Regions from separate parts of the Mus musculus genome. Here regions 1, 2, 3, 5, 6 and 7 are each linked to region 4. A link is a contact called in public HiChIP or PLAC-seq and promoter capture Hi-C data. All regions are on one chromosome and are shown on one strand. Each heading gives the region's core, a stretch centred on a gene start, on an enhancer-like site or on the middle of the called end of the contact. The rest is flanking DNA. Distances are from core to core; before and after follow the strand shown. Region 1 holds the start of 4930506A18Rik (RIKEN cDNA 4930506A18 gene). Region 2 overlaps Smpd3 (sphingomyelin phosphodiesterase 3, neutral). Region 3 holds the start of Slc12a4 (solute carrier family 12, member 4). Region 4 holds the start of Has3 (hyaluronan synthase 3). Region 5 holds the start of Dus2 (dihydrouridine synthase 2). Region 6 overlaps Prmt7 (protein arginine N-methyltransferase 7). Region 7 holds the start of Slc7a6 (solute carrier family 7 (cationic amino acid transporter, y+ system), member 6).

Region 1 (2,700 bases), core at 99-2,598, 590 kb before region 4:
GAAGTCTGTCTTACCTGAGGAGGGGCCTCTTGGGCCTTGTGTCCTTGCCTCTGGAGACAGGAGGTCCAAGCAATCAGGACCTGAAAGGGTGATGAGCCGGTGACTGGAACAAGACGGCCACACAGGCGAGCAGGGTACAAAGACCTCACAGGAGGTGCTGCCACACCCTCACTGGACTTGGGTGTGAGTATCCTAACAGAAGTGCAGCCAGAGGGGATGAGGGCGGGGTTTAGGCAACAGAAAGTGAGGAAGATTGACAGGTGGGAAGGGCTCCAAGTGAGATGGATGACCCTTCCACATGGGCTGCTGCACCCAGGCAAGCCCTTAGTGTGCAGGTTAAAAAGGGGTGCAGCAGAGAAGCAAATGCAGAGTCCTGCCGTGGGCCGGGAGTTGCTCTGGTAGGTGAAGCCATAACAATCAGGACCCTCTCTGGCAGCTTTGTGTAATCTCTGCCTCCCAGGTATAGAGGGGTGGGGAAGCAGGAGAGTGCCGAGGCCAAACTTGATCAGGAAAGGGTTGGTGGTCAACTCCTTGGCTGGAGTTCAGGAAGAAAGAAGAGTTGTGAGGAAGAACCAGAGGGATTTGTAGCCGTTAGGAGAGAAAGGTGGACATACCAGCAGAAGGAAGGAAGGCTGAGTGGGTACACGGCCTCCGAGGTACAATTGGGAGGGTATTCAGGGAGTGGAGGCCTTAGGACATAATGCTACAGCTTACCTATACCACCTCAGCTTTCCCAGCCCAGGGACCGTGGCCCTATGCCCTAGGGAAGGTGTCCTCTCTCTTTTATAGGTCTGGCTCCTGGCCCTCCAGCTCTGCCCAGGCCTCATGTGAGAGCCACACCCCCGAATCACTGGCCAGTCCTTGGCTGTCACCACCTATGCCTTGATCGTGGTCTATCAAGCTCATCCTGTACCCAACATAGCAAGAGCAGCTCTCCTCTTGTCTTCCTCCTTCACCTCCACTGTTCTGCTCGGTCTTAAGCCCCTGTATCATCCACACAACCTGAGAAGGGTTCCCACATTTCTTAGAGACCCCTGTTATTGAATGAATCTGACATCTGAGACTGAATTCATCTTTTCTTGGAAGCACTGGTAGGAATGTCTTATAGTTTAGCTCCCCCTGGGTAAGATATAAGCTCCAGAGAAAACCTGCTTCTTCTCCAGCTATCTGTCCAGCTGGGGAAGGTCTTGAGCAAGTCTCTTAACCTTTGAGCCTCCAACACCCCTCCCCTGGAACATTGAGGGATGATGCAGGGTCTTGGCTCCCCATGACTAACATCAAAGGAACTTGTCTATTCCAGAACAGGGTGGGAAGAAAGAAGCCCATAGTTCTAGGTTCTATTCAAAGCGACTCTGGATTCTCCAGAGGCCCTAGTTCCAAAAGGCCTAGTACCCTGGCCTTTTCTATCAGAGAAAAGATCCTGCCCCAACCCTATCCTCAGGACTTCAGCCCAGTGGAAACTGAGAAGTTATCTTGCTGACCCGGCCTCTTGGAGGAGACCCTGATCCCTAGCCTTGGAATCCTGCCTTTTTACCCTTGACAGGTGGGTGATTCAAGAACACGGGCTAGCATTCCTCTGTAAGTGATCTTATAGGAGCCAGGCTCCACCCGACCCACAGAAGCCTGTGTGACTCTCAGCCTCTACTCCCTTTGGGCCATCCTTCCCAAGACGTCAAGGCAGTCAGGACCTGAAAGGAGATGAGCTAACCAGAGTGGTGACCTGAACAATCTCTGAAACTCAAGCTAGCCACGGTGGGAGGTACTCACTCCAGTCTCTCAGTACTGTCCGTCAGGTAGTCTTTGCCGTCCTACAGTTTACCAAATTGTCACCCGACAACTGCATAGCTCCTTCGGTCCCAAAATTCCCTGCATGTATTTTCCAAGTAGAACTAAATGACAAGAGCTGGTTCTAGGAAGGGGTTTCTGAAGGGAAATGAAATCTTGGTAACCTTGACATTTATAGGCCCCCTTTTCAAAGAGAAAATTCTATGAGATAATTGATATTCTGAGCCAGACCTTGTTTTGAAATGTGCTCTCCCCTGCCCATTCACAAACTACACCCTTTCTTCCTCTTTGAAAATAGGGTCGTATCAAGTCAAGTAATAGAAATGGGAACAATTCAATCAGAGCCTTCCTCTGCCAACTATATCCCAGCATACTCCCAGGTAGGGGCAGAATCAGTTCTTGCCCCAACCCCCGTCAGCGACATCATTTAGTACACACCAGTTGGAAGGAAATGGCATCAGTTGGAAGTGGTGAAACAGAAGGACCTTTCATCCCTGGGTGAGTGGCGCAGGCTGCTCTGCTCTCCTGGTTCTGGAAGCTGGCTGTGTCTGGCTGGGAGTCAGGGCCCCTAGCTTAAATAGGCAGCGGTAGCTGGGGGGGGGGGGGGGCGCATGAAAAGAGGGCCATTTACCCAGCACAGCAAAGCAGGGGCCGAGGAGCCAGCAGTGGTCCAGACATGCGCCTGCTCAGACCACAGACCGGTACCTGAGGTGACCCTTGTTGGATTTGTAGCTCCAAGTGAGACTACGGTCCCTGGAGGCTCCAAGTGCGGTCAGGTTCCTGGATGCTTCTGCCTCTCCCGGATGACAAAACCAACTGGAGTTGAATGGGCTATTCCCTAGAATCACCGGCAGCTCAGGCAGGATACCCTCTCCCAAGCGACAGCTTATACTTTTCTGAAACAAAGGTAACTCT
Region 2 (2,738 bases), core at 113-2,612, 560 kb before region 4:
ATCTGTCTGTGGACACTAGCCTAAGGCTTACAATTGTCCCTGCTGGGTCTGTTTAAAGTTAGGTAACCTGAAAAGTGTAACCATGACCGCTGTATTTATATTATTCCAAGTTTGACTTTTAAGAAATATAGTAGATGTTTCTGTTAAATGGCAAATTGAGAGTCTACCTTACTATCCTTTATATTCTTTAAATGAAGAACCTAATTTCAAGAGATGCACAAATTACATGTAATTTGTATTGTCTTGGATGGTCTGTGTCTTTAGCTTTTCTTTTTAGGTCATGGGAGACCTGTCGTAGATCATTAGGTATTTAATATGACATGTTTTGCTTTGCGAAGTAAAAGAGGAAGGGAGGTTTGTTTGGATCAGATACAAACAGCTTTGCCCCCACATGTGTCCAGCAGCCTGATTCAGTATTAAATCTCTGAAATGATTGATTATCCATTAGGGAAGCTATTTACAGAGTTCATTACAGCAGATTCAAACTGACAACATCTGTGTGGCCAGGGCGGCAAGTCAAGCCAGGCAGAACCGAAAGGCTTTGAACAGAGCTGTTGGTTCTGCTTTCTGTGGGCCATAGACACCAAACTTTCAGGAAGGAAAGTTACAGGTTGCTGTGGCCACTGTGCTTGGTGATCAGGCATGGTCACCAAGGAGCCAGCTGCTTCCTGTGGACAGGATGTACCAAGGAGAACTCCCAGGAATGAAAGTGGTCAGGAAGCCTGGCTCAGAGCCAGCCCCTCTCCTCTGCTCTATACCTCATGTGCCTTCATTTAAAGAATATAAGGGATATAAAGATATAAGGGATATAAAGATATAAGGGACAGTAAAGAGGAACCTCACGGCGATGTTTAACATAAGCACCTGATATATTTCTTAAAAGTCAAACTTGGAATAATATAAATACAGCGGTCATGGTTACACTTTTCAGGTTACCTAACTTTAAACAGACCCAGCAGGGACAATTGTAAGCCTTAGGCTAGTGTCCACAGACAGATCTGGAAACCTTCGGGAAGCCCACCCTTGGACACACCATCTGCAAAGCTGCAGAGCTGGTTCAGGTGGCAGCTGGAGCCTTGCACTGCTGATGGAGCAGGAGAGCCTGCAGTCTCCTGCAGGTTATCCCAGAGGCCCCTTTATGTCTCTGCTTCCCCGGGACCTCCAACCCTCAAATATGTCAGGCCCACACTTCCCCACCCTCCCCTCCACAGGTCACTCCAGCTGGCTTCACCCTGAGTCCCTCCTGACCCCCTTCTCTGGCAAACTTTACAAAGTCCAAGTTTAAGGCTGTTATCATCGTCTAACCTGCAGATTTCCTGTTAACAGCACCACCCAACTGTGCCGATGCTGCCTTGTCCTTGTGTGCTGAGCAAACTGTTTACTTTGGCTCGTACACCAGGAAGTAGTAATACTGCTAAAGCTAGGTGCTCTCTGGAGCTTTTATTCAGGAGTGTGTGTGTGTGTGTGTGTGTGTGTGTGTGTGTGTGTGTATGTGTGTGTATTAGGTTTAACAGGCTGAGGTTATTGTTATCTGTGATAAGAGGAACAGCCTTAGGGCTTGAGAGCAGAGGCCCTCTGTCCTGTATGGCCAGTCTAAGTGGAACGCCTGGTGCTAGAGGGTACATAAGCCTCAGTGAGCTCTATGCTAGAAAGTTGTCTTCTGATTGTTGTCTTCTGATTGTTGTCTTCTGATTGTTGCCTTCTGATTGTTGCCTTCTGATTGTTGCCTTCTGATTGTTGCCTTCTGATTGTTGCCTTCTGATTGTTGCCTTCTGATTGTTGCCTTCTGATTGTTGTCTTCTGATTGTTGTCTTCTGATTGTTGTCTTCTGATTGTTGGGCAATGGTCATGAATGCTGCACCCAAAGCCCACTGGCAATATCTCACAGCTGTGTCCCCCTCCCCGGCTTGATTAAGGTTAAGCCCCTATTCAAGGGTGGTTGGTGACAAATGACAGGCAGATGGGGAGGGAATACAAGGCCAGGCCCCTTGGGCTGTCTTTGGGACAGTTCTAAAGAGCCATTTCAGCTACCACACTCCCTAAAGAACCATTGAGATTTCTACTGCAACCAATTTGGGATCATTTCTTATGCCTCTGCCCAATCCAATCCCACTTTCATTTCCTTGAACTCACTACAAAGCTGTGCAGGCTCAAGAGATCCAGATCTGGACAGCTGCATGGCTCAGCTGAGAGAGGCTAAACTACACATCCTCCTAGTCCTCTACATCCTCCAGAGCTACCTTGGCTAAGCCGTGATGGGGCTGCTGATGGGAGCCAGGAGAACAAAGGCCCCTTTAATTCTTCTGCTCTGTGCTTTTAGGTTAAAGCCTCCCAAGGGTGCCACTTGGGGTGCATTTGTTTTGGGGACCTGAAATTAGGAAAATTGGTGCTTTTAAAGTCTTTGGTCCATTTTGTTTTATGTTTATGCTGCAAATACCAACAATGGGAGGAGATCCCTGTTGCCCCTTGCCCCCACAACATGGCTGCAGAAAGCTTGGGGCCCAGTCAGAGACCTGTCGCTGGCAGAAGAAAGATCCTGGCATCTTCGAAGTGTCTTTAGCTTGTCTTCCTCATTTTGTCTTTTTGTGTCTTGCTGTGTCTCACATCTCCCTCTTTACCCCAAATGCCATGTGGAACAAAGTAAGGTATAAACAAACACATACAGTCGTGTGTTGTCAGACAGACATGTTTGCTTGGCAAGAGTTAGGGACATCTGTCAAGACACAGCTACTCCAGAT
Region 3 (2,700 bases), core at 125-2,624, 900 kb before region 4:
ACTTACACACAGCTGTGAAACCTGACAAATCTCCGTGACATCTGCAGTCCATGCCCCTGGCCTGTATGTCCACATGGCAGGCAGGTCATTCAGTCACCGTTCACATGAAGCACAGACTACCCCTCAAGCATGTCACCATCACAGACCTATCAGATAGCCTCCGATACCATCACCAGACACAACACACATTTCCTACACCTTTCTATCACGGTCAGCCTCAGACATCACAGGCATTTGTTATCATAGCACCAGGCTCATCACTGGCAGCCTTCCTGGAAACAGTAGCCATAAGGACGTCCTGACCTGACCCTGTGATACTCAGCGACACACGTGCATTTACACATGCCTGGACAGCTATACAGACAGACACATATAACCAGGACCGTTCCCATTCCAAGTGTGAGGAGCCTCCGTGGGTGGAAGATGGAGAGATGGGGCACTGGAAGGGAGAAAGGGTTTACCTCTATAACCAGCCCTGATACCTAGGTTAAGGCACTACATTCTCATATCCGGGTTTGAATCCCACTGGAACAAGTTACATAACTCTTCCCCACCGCCCTTCACTCCTTCCTAAGTGCGAGTAACAGAACCTGTCCCATGGGGGAGGTTGGGAGGATTAAAGCGAGTTGCTTCATGTACAGTGCCTAGACAAGCCTGGCCCCGTGTGACTGCTCCCTAGGTGTCCATGATACGCACAGATCTACGTAGACCAAGGCCAACACAGGCTCTTCAGCGAGCACACCCTTTGCTCCTACCGGGCCAGTGTGCAAGGAGGCAGGGGTAGGGAAAGGACAAGAGAGGGGCGGTGAGTCATAGAGGAAGAGAGGGTGACACTCAAGAGGATGGGGGCGATTCACAGAAAGTGAGGAAGCTACAATCCAGGCTTCCATTGGACCCAGACCCGTGGCGCGTTCGGCGCCAGCCTAAGCAAGGCAGCCCGTTACCCGGCCTCCCAAGGCGGCCACGTCTGCAGCCCCCGCCCGCGGCCCTCGGGGGAGGAGCTGGGAGTGGGTGGAGGACGACCTAGCCCGGGAGTCCCGGACCAAAAAGACTCATCGGTCTGAGCGCGCAAGGAGCAAGAAAAGTGGAGTCCTGCATGGACGTCTGCGCGCGCGGTCCGAAGGCGCGAGTCCCGTGTAGATGCCCCCCGTCCCGGCCACAGCCCCCGCCGGGCGCACCCTCACCGTCCGAGTCTTCCCGCTCGGCGCGCTCGCCGTAGTCCACCCAACTGAGCCCCTCGAGGTTGTCATAGTCGCCGCGTCGCGGCCCGTCCACCGGCACCACGGTGAAGTGAGGCATCGCGCGCGCTTGGCCCGCGGTCCCGGCCTCCAGCCGGCAGTCCCCGCCGCCCCAGGCTGGCCCGCCCCGCCCGCTCGCATTCCACCCCGCTGCGCTCACTTCCTCCACCCGCCCCCCGGGCCGCCCCTCGGGGGCGGGGAGCAGGAGGGGCTCGGGTCGGCTCCTCCCCGAGGGGGGATGAGAGGACCCCGGGAACGAAGTACTCTAGCTGCTGGAGGGTAGGGTTCCTGTGTGTCTTTGGGTAAGGGGTTGCCCTCTCTGAGCCCCAAATGCGATACTTAATAAAGTGAGGGAAAGTATTTTAACTTTTAGGGGTATTATGATGGTGAGACGGGGCGCAGGGTGCACTGGCTCTGTTCCCTGAATCTAATTAGCTCTCAGTCACTTTTTGTTATTTAGCGGGAAAGCTAGCAGGACCTGGTCAATGTCACAGTGACCACCCCAAACCTCCTCAAGTCTTTCATCACCCTCACATACATACTCTTCCATAGCGGGAAAGCTAGCAGGACCTGGTCAATGTCACAGTGACCACCCCAAACCTCCTCAAGTCTTTCATCACCCTCACATACATACTCTTCCATTACCATCATTTCTCTCTAACGCTTCTCCAGGACTTTGGTAGCCTACGGTCTCTCCCTCAGTTCTGCTCGCTGCAGCCTCTCCCTTAGCAGGTGGTTGAAGATCGTATGCCCTTCCTAGAGGAGTCCGCTCCCTCCTCGCTAGAGGTTACACCGGCCCATCCCTCATCGACACTTTGGGATAGCCCAGTTATCTCATTTGAACTTGCTCCTTCATAACCTCACCTCCTGGAGGTTCCTGCACCCGAGTCCTTTCCTTTCTTGGTGCTAACTTCTTTCACACTCAGATAACTTACCTAGTCGCCTTGACTTGAGAATTTTTATCTTTCTGAGTTGTTCTTTTGGCCTCTTCCCCCACCCCACCCCGCTTCCTTCCTATCAGAAAGCTCCAGGGCTCATCTTTCTGCTCTATCTCCATTCTTTCTCCCTTTCTGGTGTAGCCTTTAGAATTTGGGCTGACTCTAGAATCCGCGCCCTCTGCTGCCACCCGCCAGCCCCAACTGCCTGGGTGGGCCGCTCGGCTAGGACCTCCCTGAAGCAGCTCAACAACTAACCCTTCCCAGTCAGCTCTTCCGGGCTGCAATCGGCCTCCCTCTCTTTCTGGCACCTTTAACTGCTTTCCAGCTGTGCGCGCGTGCTCTCGGCTCTGCATCTCCTATCCTGCACTCTCTGTATAGAAGGCTCACTGGTTACAAGCTTTTGTTGTTCTTGCCCCAGACCCAAGTTCAGTCCCCAGCACCCACATCAGGTAGCTTATGACTGCATATGTCTCTAGCTCCAGGGGATCTGATGCCCTCCAGCTCCCTCAGACTGTACCAGGGTT
Region 4 (2,700 bases), core at 42-2,541:
TTAAAGAGGATAAGAAGTTCAGGTTTATCTATCCTTGGCTATATGGGAAGTTCAAAGGCCTATCCCGGGCTACAGACTCTGTCTCAACAAAACAAACTCACTCACTGCCCAGCCCTTTAGCCCATGCAGTGGTGTTTCTCCTGAATGAAGCAGGGTGAAAGGTTTTGATTTTGTCTGTCAGGGTGGGAGTGGGCGGAGCAGGGGCCCAGGGTGGCTGTGTTGTGGATTCTGTGGCTAAGTGACCTATGGGCATGTCTGAGAGGGATGGCTTCCTGACTGGAGCAGCTCACATGCCTATTAAATTGTTTCCGCCTGCGAAGTTATCTCTGACGGTTGGAGGACCCATAAATTCATTTTTAAAACTAGTCTTTAATTACAATTTCTCTTCAGGTTTTTCTGAGATGTAAAACCTCGAGATCTCCAGCTGGTTCTAGAGTTTCTACCTCTAACAAACACTCTTCTCCCCTGGACTCCCTCTCGGCTTCACCTCACCGGAGGAGTCTACACCAACTTCCAGGGACCACGGAACTGCCAGCGAGGATGTCGGATGGGGACCTAAGAGGTCGGGACGTGGGAAAGAAAGGTGGGGAGGAAGAGCCGTTTGGGCTTTAAGACCGGAACCTCCTGGATTCCTGCTAGACCAATCTGCAGCTTTTGCAAACAGCCTTAAAGTCATCAGCGCCCCGCTGCGGAATTCAAAGCTCAGCTTGTCATAATAGTTAACACCTTCTTTGACCAGCCTCCTTTTATTTGACAATTTTTCTTTTCTGTCCCTCTCTGTTGCCACCGGGAAGGTTTTTAGGGAGTCCCCTCACATAGCGAGCCGCCCCTTGGCGTTCAGAAGATTTTCTGGGGTAGCCCGTTTGCAGGGTGAGTAGGTTTCCAGGTTTCGGGAGCGGGGCGTGGGGGCGGGGATGGACATGAACGATTTTGTAGGTCCCCACTGGTCATCCGGAAAGTTAACGATGCTTCAGGTACTAGGCTAGGGACAATGACAGCCTTTCCAAGGCTGCTGGCCCGGAGGTCGGCGTGGAGCAGCTGAGCCTTGGGCTGCACTGGGGGTCCCTAGTTTTCTAGAGGCAGAGGTTGCGACTCTCGATTCGGAGGGGCTAGGTCCACGACAGACCCCGAGTCTGGCGAGCGCCAGCCGGTGGCCGGGCACCGGGCGCTCCCGCGGGCTCCGGGAGCCCTCCCACTCTTGCCAACTTTCCCTGCCCTGGTGCCGGAGGAGGGCGCCTTTCCCAGTGGGTCGCGCGCGATACTTAAGGCGGCTCTGCTGGGCAAGGCGGTCGTCAGTCGGAGCCCCAGCGGCACCGTGGAGGCAGTGCGCGGCGGCGGGAGCCGGAGGAGGAGCATGGAGCCGCCGCGGGCCTGCTGAGCACCGGAACGCCGGCAGCCGGCGGCACGGTGAGCGCACCCAAGGGGCCGGAGCCTCTTACCGCGACCTGGGGACCCTGGGGCTCCGGCCGCTCAATGCTTCCCGGCGGCAGTCGCTTGCACCATGTTCCCTACCCCCTCCTCCCTTTCTTCCGACATCCTGGGCTCCCGCAGCCTCTCCTCCCTTCCTCCCTTGCGGCTCTTGTTTTGTGAATGAATTGGGGGTGGAGGGAGGCTGTGCGGGGAGCGAGGCTAGAGTGCCCCTCCCCCCAACTCACGCCCGCAGGGGGTTCACACCTGCGGGGACACCGAGATCTCCAGCGATCTGGTCCCTACAGCACAGGTTTGTGAGATGAGTTCCTCCTCCTTGCCGGTTCAGAGAGGTCCAAGGGTGCCTAGGAGAGATTGGAGGAGCTCCAGCCGCTAGTGCAAGTTTCTGTACTGCCGTGCGTGAGCCCGGCTGCAGGGCGCACCTGTCAGTGGGAGAGTTGCTGTTAATCTTGCAGCCCTCAAAGTTCTACTGCTGGGTAGGGAGGTGTGCGTCCTTGCCTGGAGGTTTTTATTTCTTTTCATTGTCCTATGGGACATGGATCCCGTAAAGCGCCCCCACCCTCGTGCCCTTGAATCTAAGTGCGCCTTAGCTAGCCTGGGCGAGCTTTCTTGGATCTCTTTTGAGAGGATGGAGGAAGCGGCCCAGGATATAAGATCACATTCTGGTTAACCGGCTTGGGGAAATACAGTGTCCTCTCTGGGCAGAGGACCTCAACAAGAGCCCGTGCCAGAGCCTGACTGTACATAGAATATCCAGCTGCAGAACCTTCCTGGGTCTTCTGTAGGGAGATGGGTACCTCTTAATTCCTGAGGGGGAGGGGGTCTGGCCCCCGGATGGAGGGGGCTGGCAACTGCAGGGATGCTGCCTTTGTTTGCAGGCACTCCTTTGCCAAGGTACCTGGGGCCCTGAGAAGATGAGTAGGGTCTGGGCTGGCAGTTGTTCCTTGGCTTTTCCGTTCCTTCCCAGCAGAGTCGTGGGAAACCTGCACGTGGGTGTGGCTGTGTGGCTTTAGCCAGCGGGGTGAAGCTCAAGCCGGGTGAGGAGCGTGGCGAGAGCTTCCTTAGCTGCCTTGGACCTGACCGGACAGCCTCTGGAACTGCACCGAGGCGGGGCGCCAGGACGCAGGTTGCTGGGCCAGCCACAGCACCTCCCGTCCCTTCCCAGAACGAGGCGGGCAGTAGGGCCCGCAGCGTCCCCTATGTATCAGCTCTAGCTGGAGACTAGGCAGGGGACGTATGCCTGGGGCTCCCTGAGCTGGGTGTGTGCAAGGA
Region 5 (2,700 bases), core at 148-2,647, 860 kb before region 4:
CTGGGAGCCCTTCTGGAAACTCTGGAAGATACCTGCCCTCATTGAGGCCGGCATTTGCCCTTGCAGCCTTAGATGTTGAATCTTGTGGTCATCCAGAATGTACCCAAGCCAGTTCACGGTGCTGGCGCTGTTGCAGAATACCAGGACAGTTCCCGAGGGTTCCGTCTTACTTGCTTTGTCCTGCTGTTTGAGGATCTGAACCAGTTCTGTCACCTTGTCTGCTCCCTTCAGTCTCATAAATGTCTGTCTGACATGAGGCATGAGACAGTGCAGCTTGGAGCTGGTAATGGTGGTCAGACTGTCTGGACTGGTGACTTTACTCAGTAACTGGTTTAGGCCTTCTGGAAACGTGGCTCCCACCAGCACTAACTGGGCTTTGGGATTAAAGGGGTCTTCTAACTCGGCTGGACTTTCTGCTATAGGGCTCTTTTCCAAGATGTAGTCCACCAGTTCCAGGAAGCTTTCATCTAGCAGTGTGTCTACTTCATCTAGCACTATGAAGTTAAGATGCTGTAAGCTGATCAGTTGACTTTTCAGAGCCTTCCACAGCGCCCCTGGAGTAGCCACTAACACATCGGCTGCCGGTCGTCTATACAGCTGAAGTTTGAGCCTACTCATCCCGAGGCCTCCGCCAAGTTCTATCACCTGCAGGCCCAAGTACCCACCCAGTGACTGGGCCACTGCCTGCACCTGTTCGGCTAGTTCTCGGGAAGGTACCAGAACCAAGCCTCGAGGAGCCGTGAAACTGCGGGAGTCCAGGTCTGACCCTCTCAGGAGCCGCTGAAATAGGGGCAGTAGGTAGCTAAGCGTCTTGCCACTGCCAGTTTCCGCAGCGCAAAGGAGGTGGCGGCCTCGAAGCAGTGGGGGGATGGTTTTCGACTGCACTGAGGTTGGCTGCACAACTTCGGGGACAGCCTCCTGAAGCGCCAGCAGCACTCGGGGTTCCAGACCCAGGTCCACGAAGCTGCCCCGGGACGAGAGGTTCCTCAGGGCGGGCGCCTCTTGCTGCACTCGCTCTATGGAGAAATGGTCTTGCCGCGATCGCCGATGCTTCCAGCCACGGGAAGCCAGTGGCGCTCGCTCCCAACGGCCCAGCGTGAGGCGTGCGGGCTGGTTCAACTCCGGCCGCCGCGCCGAGACCAGCAGGGGACCGGGGCGCACTAGCACTGGCCGCTGCAAACTCCCACGGCCGCTCTGTCGCTGTTCCTGCCGTCGCTGCAGAGCCCGCGGAACGCGCACCACTGGCAAGGACTGGTCGGAACCGCGCACCACTAGGTTCCGTCGAGGCTCCAGAAGCAACCGTACTGCTAACGCCAGCAGCCGCGATGGCCCGGCTAAAGCCATATTTCCCTTGATGCAGAAGAGGCGCGCGCTAATGACGTCAAGCACGCCACCGTAGTCTGGAGTACGGTGGCTGGCGCGGATCAGGGTGGCGTGTGGCGCTGCAGCACCGGCTGGAAGGAGGGAGGAGGATCCTTAAGAGTTCAGTGGCTGCGAGGTCTGTAGGTTTCCACCCGGCATGGCGATGTCCAGATTGGAGTCATCTTTGGGGAAGGGTACTCGGTGGAGGCAGGAATGGGAGTCCGCAGTAGGAGGGGGCCATGGGTCCCTGGCTCAAGGAATCGAGTGAGGATGGCCTCTGTCATTTGAGTGCTTAATTTCTGATAGTCTTAACTTGTGGTCTTCATTGCCTCGCTCAGTCATCCCATAGAACTCCAAAGGTACAAAGTTCGACGATGTTTTCGTAGATATGCAATCCACTCAAAGCCTGGGTGATGCAAGTTTGCTGAGACTGAATGAATGGTAGGCCAGGGGACTGAGACAGAAGTTGGGAGTCTGGGTTTAAGCTCAACCCAGTTCTTTAGTTTAGAACCCAGAGTGCATGCTGGTGGCCTTCAGCTTATTTCGTCTTTGAAGTTAGAGAGATGGTCTCCGTTCTTTCAGGTGTAGTTTCTCAGGTTTTTTTTTTTTACACTTTGACCCTACCTCTCCAGGCAAGTTTCACCCTCCTTTCCTTGTCGTCGCCCCCCCCCCCCCCCCATGCATCTCAGCCTGGACCCATCACTCTAGCGGTCTGCTCATAGCCACTGGCTTCTCAGGCAGATTCCGAATTGCCTGACTAGAAGTAGAAAGAAGGGTCCCGTTACCCTCCTGGAGTGATGAAACTTATCTCACATAGCACCGGTCAAGCAGACTACTTGACATGAATTTAGTGGTTCAGGTTATTAAACGTTTAATTTTTTTTTTTTACTTCATACTTTTTGAACATATCTGAAAAAATGGGCATCAAGTGTCTGGAGTGGGAGATAAGGTCAATGTTTGTGGATTGATTACCTGGGAGGTTCCTAACGTCTGGAGAAAGTGTTTTAATTTCATTCATGGGCTGGTGAGTTGGCTCAGTGGGTAAGAGCACCCGACCGCTCTTCCGAAGGTCCGGAGTTCAAATCCCAGCAACCACATGGTGGCTCACAACCATCTGTAACAAGATCTGACTCCCTCTTCTGGAGTGTCTGAAGACAGCTACAGTGTACTTACATATAATAAATAAATAAATCTAAAAAAAAAAAAAGTTTAATTTCATTCATTAGAGCTGGCCCTCCATATTTATAGGTGGACCTCTGTGGAATTTTCCACTGTAGAGTGAGAATATTCATGAAAAAAAATGTGTCTGTACTAAATATGTATAGACATTTTTCTTTA
Region 6 (2,710 bases), core at 18-2,517, 620 kb before region 4:
CACTCCCCTACCCACCCACTCCCCCTTTTTGGCCCTGGCGTTCCCCTGTACTGGGGCATATAAAGTTTGCGTGTCCAATGGGCCTCTCTTTCCAGTGATGGGTGTGTAACTTCTTAAGAAGCCACTGAGGGCTGGGGAGATGAGAGCACTGGCTGCTGCTCTTCCAGAGGACCTGGGTTCCATCCCTAGCACCCACATGGTGGCTCACAGCTGTCTGTAACTCCAGTTGCATTTCTGACATTTACACAGACATACACGCAGACAAAACACCAATGCACATAAAGAAAAGAACATTATAAAGAAAAGAAGCAACGACTGCTGCACTGTTGTCCAGCAAGTGTGCGAGGATTCCTTGTGTGTCCTCTCCTTTTGAGTGGGAACACACTCGCTGTCGTTGTGCTTTGACTTTGTTTCTTCTTGATAGCCAGTAATCGTGAGCATCTTTTCATGTTCTTGTCAGCTGTGTGTAAGTCTCAGTTGATGATGTGTGTAAGCCTCTTGCCTATTTCCCCTCATGCTTTTTATAAAATGACAGCTGGGATTTATCCATACAGCATACAAGTCACTCATTTAAAGTGTATGGCCAAGTGAGGTAACTGTGAAGTATGCGGCTATCACCAGGTCAGCTTGAGGGCATTTTTATGACCCTCAAAGATACTCTTTTTCTATTGGTGGCCACACTCATGTGTTCCCACACTCTAGGCCGCCACTAGTTTACTCTCTGTCTCTGGGGGTTTGCCTATTCTAGATGAATAATATATTTGAAATCATATACTACATGGCCCTTTGTAACTGACTTCTTACATTTAACATATTCAAGGCTCCATATACATTGTAGTTTCAGGGTGAACCCTGGTCTGACTTGTGCTGTGTCCATTGCCCGTCCTCTGCTTCCCGTTCACTGAGGCCATGGAGAGTCTCAGACCCTGCCTGGGCTTTCCCGACCCACACAGCCTGAGTGCTGTAACGTTCCCTTGGAGTGTCGCCAGTCACCTTTCTACTTGCAGTGTTCTGCCTGTATACCTCATGGTCCTTAGAAGGATCTTTTAAAGTACATGCTCTATCTTTTGAATCCCTGGCTAAAGCTTTTAGGAAGGCCTCTTGCCTTCAGGGCAAGTTGGGCCTCCTTAGCTATTTGGATCCTGGCTGGTCTGGACTCCTCTTGCTGGCCTGCCCACATCCTCTCCTGACTTAGGTCTAGAGGGCCTTGCTCTCACTCACACCCTTGCTTGGTCTCTGCCCTTCGGTCTGACTTCTGACTCTTAGACATAAATCTGTTTGCTTATTTCACAAATGGTGATGGAAATGCCGTCTGCCAGGGACCTTGCTGCCAGTGTCCACATCTGCTTGGGTTCATTGACAATGACATGTTGTTCATCTGGTATGGATACACTGGGGTGAAACAGTCGTTTGTGGATTGGCAGAATTCCTTCAGGAAGCCCTCTCTGAAGCGCCTGCATGCACTAACCGCGGCTTCTTTCCAGTGACGACTGCCCCCTCCCCTGTTTGTGTCCTTCCTCTGTTCTGCTGTCCTCTGTGTCCTCAGGAGCATGCTCATTTGTTAACTGAGGGAATGAATGAGTAAATGAATGAGTGAATGAATGGACGGAGAGACGGACTGTTACATGCTCCCGTGAAATTGCCGAGTGCCCCTCACGTGTTAGCTTCACTCCTGACACTTGGTTTTTCCTGTCCTGTTGCCAGGTCTCCCTCCTCCTGGGTGAACCCTTTTTCACCACCAGCCTGCTGCCATGGCACAACCTGTACTTCTGGTATGTCCGTACCTCTGTGGACCAGCACCTAGCACCTGGAGCTGTGGTGATGCCTCAGGCTGCCTCACTGCATGCCGTGATTGTGGAGTTCAGGGTAAGTGACCCAGGACTCTATGGAAAAGCAACAGGGTGGGGAGGCTGTGTGCCCGAGAGTCCTTGAGTGCAGAGGGAGCAGCTTGGGCCCTGCCGACGACACTTTTCTTTTCTGCATCAGTGGCTGCACTTTTAAAAAGCAGTAATTTGACATATGAAATGGAAATGACTGTGTGTTGTCATTTTACAATTGTGGCTTATCAGAATAATTAAAGACATAAATTAAGTGTTTCAGGAGGCACGCTCTGACTGTGCAGCTCGCCGTGCTCTTAGGAGAATGGAGGCCGCGGCTGTTAGAGCGTTCCGAGAAGGGGACTTCTCTTTTTTTATGCAAGAAGGAATTGAAAAGCTTCATTTTAATTCTCTCATCAAAGCAGAAGCACAGTAGTCACCAAGTCATTTTGGGAAAGGCATTTTTTTATTAAAAGGATTTTGAAGTGCTTTGTACCTGAAATGGAGAGTGAATCACATTTGATATTCTTGTAAGAGAATGGCTCTATCTGTAGCCTCATGCTTCCATCTCTTAATTTCTGGGCATTTTTCTGTTATTTACCCAATGGAATTTCCATACGGGTCTTGGCTCTCGTGACTGAAGAGTGGCTGTAGAAAAGTGTGCTTATTCTAACCTGGCTAAGGCAGGAGATGAACTGTCCAGAGTGTGCTGGGGGCCTTCTCTCCTTTCATGCTGTGTTCACAGGCCCCCAGGTCCCTGAGAGCTGCCTACAGCATCCTCAGTCTAGGAGTTCTAAGTAATTGTTTCCTTAGGAGGAGACTTAGTGTCATGTCAGTTTACATATTCTTAGACCAGTCTGTTACACAGGCCACTCTAGCTCTTCGGTGTCTTT
Region 7 (2,700 bases), core at 170-2,669, 700 kb before region 4:
ACCTTCTCTTCGCCGGGCAGTGGTGGTGCAATGCCTTTAATTCTAGCACTTGGGAGGCAGAGGCAGGTGGATTTCTGAGTCTGAGGCCAGCCTGGTCTACAGAGTGAGTTCCAGGACAGCCAGGGCTATACAGAGAAACCCTGTCTCAAAAAACAAAAAACAAAAAACCTTCTCTTCAACCATACCTAGGAGTGATCATGTCCCTGTTTTTTTCATTCATCAGGAAGGAGGAAGGAGAGCACTTTAGGAGAGGTTTAGTTAATTATTTGGTTTTTCCAAAGTTTAAGTGTAACAGAACCCTGGCTGTCCTGGACTCGATTTGTAGACCAGGATGGCCTCGAATTCACATAGAGTGACTTCCCACTGCCTCCTGAATGCTGAGATTAAAGGTATGGGCACTATTGCCCGGCACACTACTTATCTCTCAATAAGGTTTAAATCTTAAGCGAGAAATGCAGAAAGAATGGGGTCCCTTGCAAACAAACTCCCAAGTCTGTTTCTTTCAAGGTATCTGACAAGTTGTAAATATTTAGCCAGGAGATATGTTCCTCCTTTAGATGTTTCGTCCACTTGATCTCCTAGCAGGCTATTCCTGGAGGAAATACTGATTTCTTGGGTTTTTTGTTCTTGTTTTTTGTTTTTTTTTTTTTTTTTTTGTTTTGTTTTGTTTTTAAAGTCTGATAGCCTACGAGAAAAGCACAACTGTCTCGTTAGACTATATTTATCCCTGCCAGACTGGTCAGTTGTTAGAAGGTCCGGTGGAATATAAAAGGCAGGAAGTCTTAGAATGAACGCCAGCGCCACTAGAGGAAAAAGATAACCTAAAAGGAGATAGAGGAGCAACCAACGGGAGAAGAAAAGGTCAGGATGTCCCAGCATCCCCAAGAGGGGTGTCAGCAGGGTCGGGGGAGACCAGGACAAAGCGAAGAGAGCCAGAAGTGGCAGCCTTCCTGGGTCTAATGGAGTCTGAACTGAGTGTCAGAGCACCGGTCCCGGGAGTGTATTTCTTCCTGGGTTCCCGGGCTGAAGGGAGGCAGTTATCTAGATAGGGAGGCGGTCCAGAGCTCTTTGTGTCAACTGTCTGGGGTCCCACTGGGCGTGCAGTCCCCAAAGGCCAAGGAGGAGAAGGTGTGTGTGGGCCCGTTAGAGCTCCAAGCAGCAGCATCCTCACGTGGAGCCCCAGAGGCTTCAAGTGACTGCGTGGGGAGCCGGGGAGTGTCCATCCCAGGTGAGGGTGACCGCACCCCAGTCACAGCCCGCGGGGAGAGTCCGGGCGCGGCCTGCTGGAGGCTGCTCCGTAACGGTACGCGGATCGCCCAGGGCCCCGGCGTGCTCCAGTGCCCGGAAGCAACGCCGCCTGGGGCCCCCGCTCCGAGCCGGGTCCCCTGGCGGCGCGCGCTGTCGCGATCCGGTGCGAGTGACGTGGCGTGGGCGGGGCTTGAGCGGCCGCCGGGGCGACGGCGCGACCGAGCATCCTGGAAGCTCCGGGCCACGAGGAGGTAGCTGGCGAGGCCGAGGAGGTGAGGGGCTGGCTCCGGTTCGGCTCGGGGTCGTTCTGGTGTGCGGCCGAACACTCTTGCGTGGCCTCCGTGGCCGCGTGCTGGATGCGGGGCCGGAAACCGCGTGGGGCGGAGGGCGCGGGAGAGACGCGGCGGCTGAGAAGAGGACGCCGGGAGCGTGGATCCCTGGAGTGGACCGCCGTGTGAGGAAGACGCAGGCGCGCGCGCGGGCGCGTGTGTGGGGAGAGAGACCCCGAGGGTGGCTTTGTGAGTGTGCAAGATCCCGAGTGTAAGGGGGACTGTTTGTGAAAAACTGTGAGATGGTGAGTGTAAGGGGCCGTGTGTGTGTGTGTGTGTGTGTGTGTGTGTGTTTGTTTGTGTGTGTGTGTAGACGGAAAAACCCAGAGTGCGAGGAGGAAAACCGTGGGCGTGAGGGTGGCTCTGGAGTGTGTGCGACCCTGAGAGAGACGGAGACGGTGAAGGAGGTTTGAGTGTGAGAGAAGCGGGCGTGAAGGCTGAAGGACTGAGCCCTTCGCAGTCCGTGACCGTGCGAGCCTGGGTGAACCTCCCTGGAGCACTGAGAGGTGGCGGAGGAGGAGGAGGAGGAGGAGGAGGAAGAAGCCGTTGTGTGTGAGGAGGGCAGAGACAGCAGGGCGGGTGTGTGAATGCAGGAATGCAGCTTCTTGGGGGCTGTTGAAACCTCTGACTCCGGTTGGGACTTTTAGAGTGCTGAGGTATTGGCGTTTGGGAACACGGTGCTCTTACTCTTTTGAGTGTCTCCTGTATTTTGTCGTCTCATTGGACCATCTCATGTCACAATTATCAGGAAATATTTGGGAAATGTTCGGAAAATTTCTGTTACTCTGCACACCAAGCCAAAAGGCTGGTCACCGCGTTGTGTAATGGGTCAGTATAAATAGAAAACACCTAATTTAACAAGTCTTGGGGAACCAATCGAGATCACTGGGTTATGTGTTGGAGAGAATGCAATCTCCGCTGTTATTGGGGGGCGGGGAGAACGACCCCTCTCAGTTTTGGGCAGCTCATCTAACAGGCTATATATGCTCAGCTGTTTGGCTCCTTATATCTGAGAGCCAATCGATCTCGGATTTAAAGACTTAGGGGGAGCAGATTTTAAAGTCTGCAACTGCTTCCTGGGGTCATTTTTACTTCTTTACCTGGTGAGGTCCTTGAGGAATCT

Evidence for each region. Promoter capture Hi-C pulls out the DNA fragments that hold promoters and counts their contacts. HiChIP or PLAC-seq counts read pairs in DNA pulled down with a chosen protein or histone mark.
Region 1: a contact with region 4 is called in a promoter capture Hi-C map of embryonic stem cells, with 3 times the contacts expected there. The contact joins the promoter of 4930506A18Rik here to the promoter of Has3 in region 4. A contact is called at or near these places in 5 of 39 promoter capture datasets (the 3T3-L1 cell line, the SN4741 cell line, cranial neural crest and 1 more) and 1 of 115 datasets of contacts at active chromatin or transcription factors (astrocytes).
Region 2: a promoter capture Hi-C map of hematopoietic stem and progenitor cells shows a contact between it and region 4, with 4 times the contacts expected there. The contact joins the enhancer-like site here to the promoter of Has3 in region 4. A contact is called at or near these places in 5 of 39 promoter capture datasets (cranial neural crest, hematopoietic stem and progenitor cells, hippocampal neurons and 1 more), 1 of 115 datasets of contacts at active chromatin or transcription factors (pancreatic cancer cells) and 1 of 9 other capture datasets (macrophages).
Region 3: a FOXA1 HiChIP or PLAC-seq map of pancreatic cancer cells shows a contact between it and region 4. The contact joins the promoter of Slc12a4 here to the promoter of Has3 in region 4. A contact is called at or near these places in 1 of 39 promoter capture datasets (embryonic stem cells) and 1 of 115 datasets of contacts at active chromatin or transcription factors (pancreatic cancer cells).
Region 5: a contact with region 4 is called in an HNF4G HiChIP or PLAC-seq map of pancreatic cancer cells. The contact joins the promoter of Dus2 here to the promoter of Has3 in region 4. A contact is called at or near these places in 1 of 39 promoter capture datasets (liver) and 1 of 115 datasets of contacts at active chromatin or transcription factors (pancreatic cancer cells).
Region 6: a promoter capture Hi-C map of liver shows a contact between it and region 4, with 2.2 times the contacts expected there. The contact joins the enhancer-like site here to the promoter of Has3 in region 4. A contact is called at or near these places in 5 of 39 promoter capture datasets (the 3T3-L1 cell line, cranial neural crest, hippocampal neurons and 1 more).
Region 7: an H3K27ac HiChIP or PLAC-seq map of stem cell-derived neural progenitor cells shows a contact between it and region 4, with 5 times the contacts expected there. The contact joins the promoter of Slc7a6 here to the promoter of Has3 in region 4. A contact is called at or near these places in 5 of 39 promoter capture datasets (the SN4741 cell line, hematopoietic stem and progenitor cells, hippocampal neurons and 2 more), 1 of 115 datasets of contacts at active chromatin or transcription factors (stem cell-derived neural progenitor cells) and 1 of 9 other capture datasets (liver).

What each region holds. Positions count from the first base shown.
Region 1 is chr8:106,280,881-106,283,580 of GRCm38.p6, forward strand. 4930506A18Rik (RIKEN cDNA 4930506A18 gene) reads left to right here and starts at 1,349. Exons shown (of 3, transcript NR_126091.1): 1 at 1,349-1,543. The region is part of intron 2 of Smpd3 (sphingomyelin phosphodiesterase 3, neutral); the gene reads right to left.
Region 2 is chr8:106,307,164-106,309,901 of GRCm38.p6, forward strand. The region is part of intron 1 of Smpd3 (sphingomyelin phosphodiesterase 3, neutral); the gene reads right to left. The region is part of intron 1 of 4930506A18Rik (RIKEN cDNA 4930506A18 gene); the gene reads left to right. Among named protein-coding and RNA genes, the nearest start is that of 4930506A18Rik, 26 kb to the left of the region's middle. Within about 2 kb of position 1,363, at least 91 of the 459 cell types and tissues checked have an H3K27ac peak or open chromatin away from gene starts, as enhancers often do. A contact at or near this core is called in hematopoietic stem and progenitor cells, liver and pancreatic cancer cells, where this site is marked.
Region 3 is chr8:105,964,741-105,967,440 of GRCm38.p6, forward strand. It overlaps Slc12a4 (solute carrier family 12, member 4), which reads right to left and starts at 1,375. Exons shown (of 24, transcript NM_009195.3): 1 at 1,185-1,375. The coding sequence starts at 1,299.
Region 4 is chr8:106,869,545-106,872,244 of GRCm38.p6, forward strand. Has3 (hyaluronan synthase 3) reads left to right here and starts at 1,292. Exons shown (of 4, transcript NM_001331048.1): 1 at 1,292-1,407.
Region 5 is chr8:106,010,081-106,012,780 of GRCm38.p6, forward strand. It overlaps Dus2 (dihydrouridine synthase 2), which reads left to right and starts at 1,398. Exons shown (of 16, transcript NM_025518.4): 1 at 1,398-1,498. It overlaps Ddx28 (DEAD box helicase 28), which reads right to left and starts at 1,406. Exons shown (of 1, transcript NM_028038.3): 1 at 1-1,406. The coding sequence starts at 1,344.
Region 6 is chr8:106,245,359-106,248,068 of GRCm38.p6, forward strand. Prmt7 (protein arginine N-methyltransferase 7) reads left to right here. Exons shown (of 18, transcript NM_145404.1): 14 at 1,705-1,866. Among named protein-coding and RNA genes, the nearest start is that of 4930506A18Rik, 36 kb to the right of the region's middle. Within about 2 kb of position 1,268, at least 9 of the 459 cell types and tissues checked have an H3K27ac peak or open chromatin away from gene starts, as enhancers often do. A contact at or near this core is called in liver, where this site is marked.
Region 7 is chr8:106,167,435-106,170,134 of GRCm38.p6, forward strand. It overlaps Slc7a6 (solute carrier family 7 (cationic amino acid transporter, y+ system), member 6), which reads left to right and starts at 1,420. Exons shown (of 10, transcript NM_178798.4): 1 at 1,420-1,520.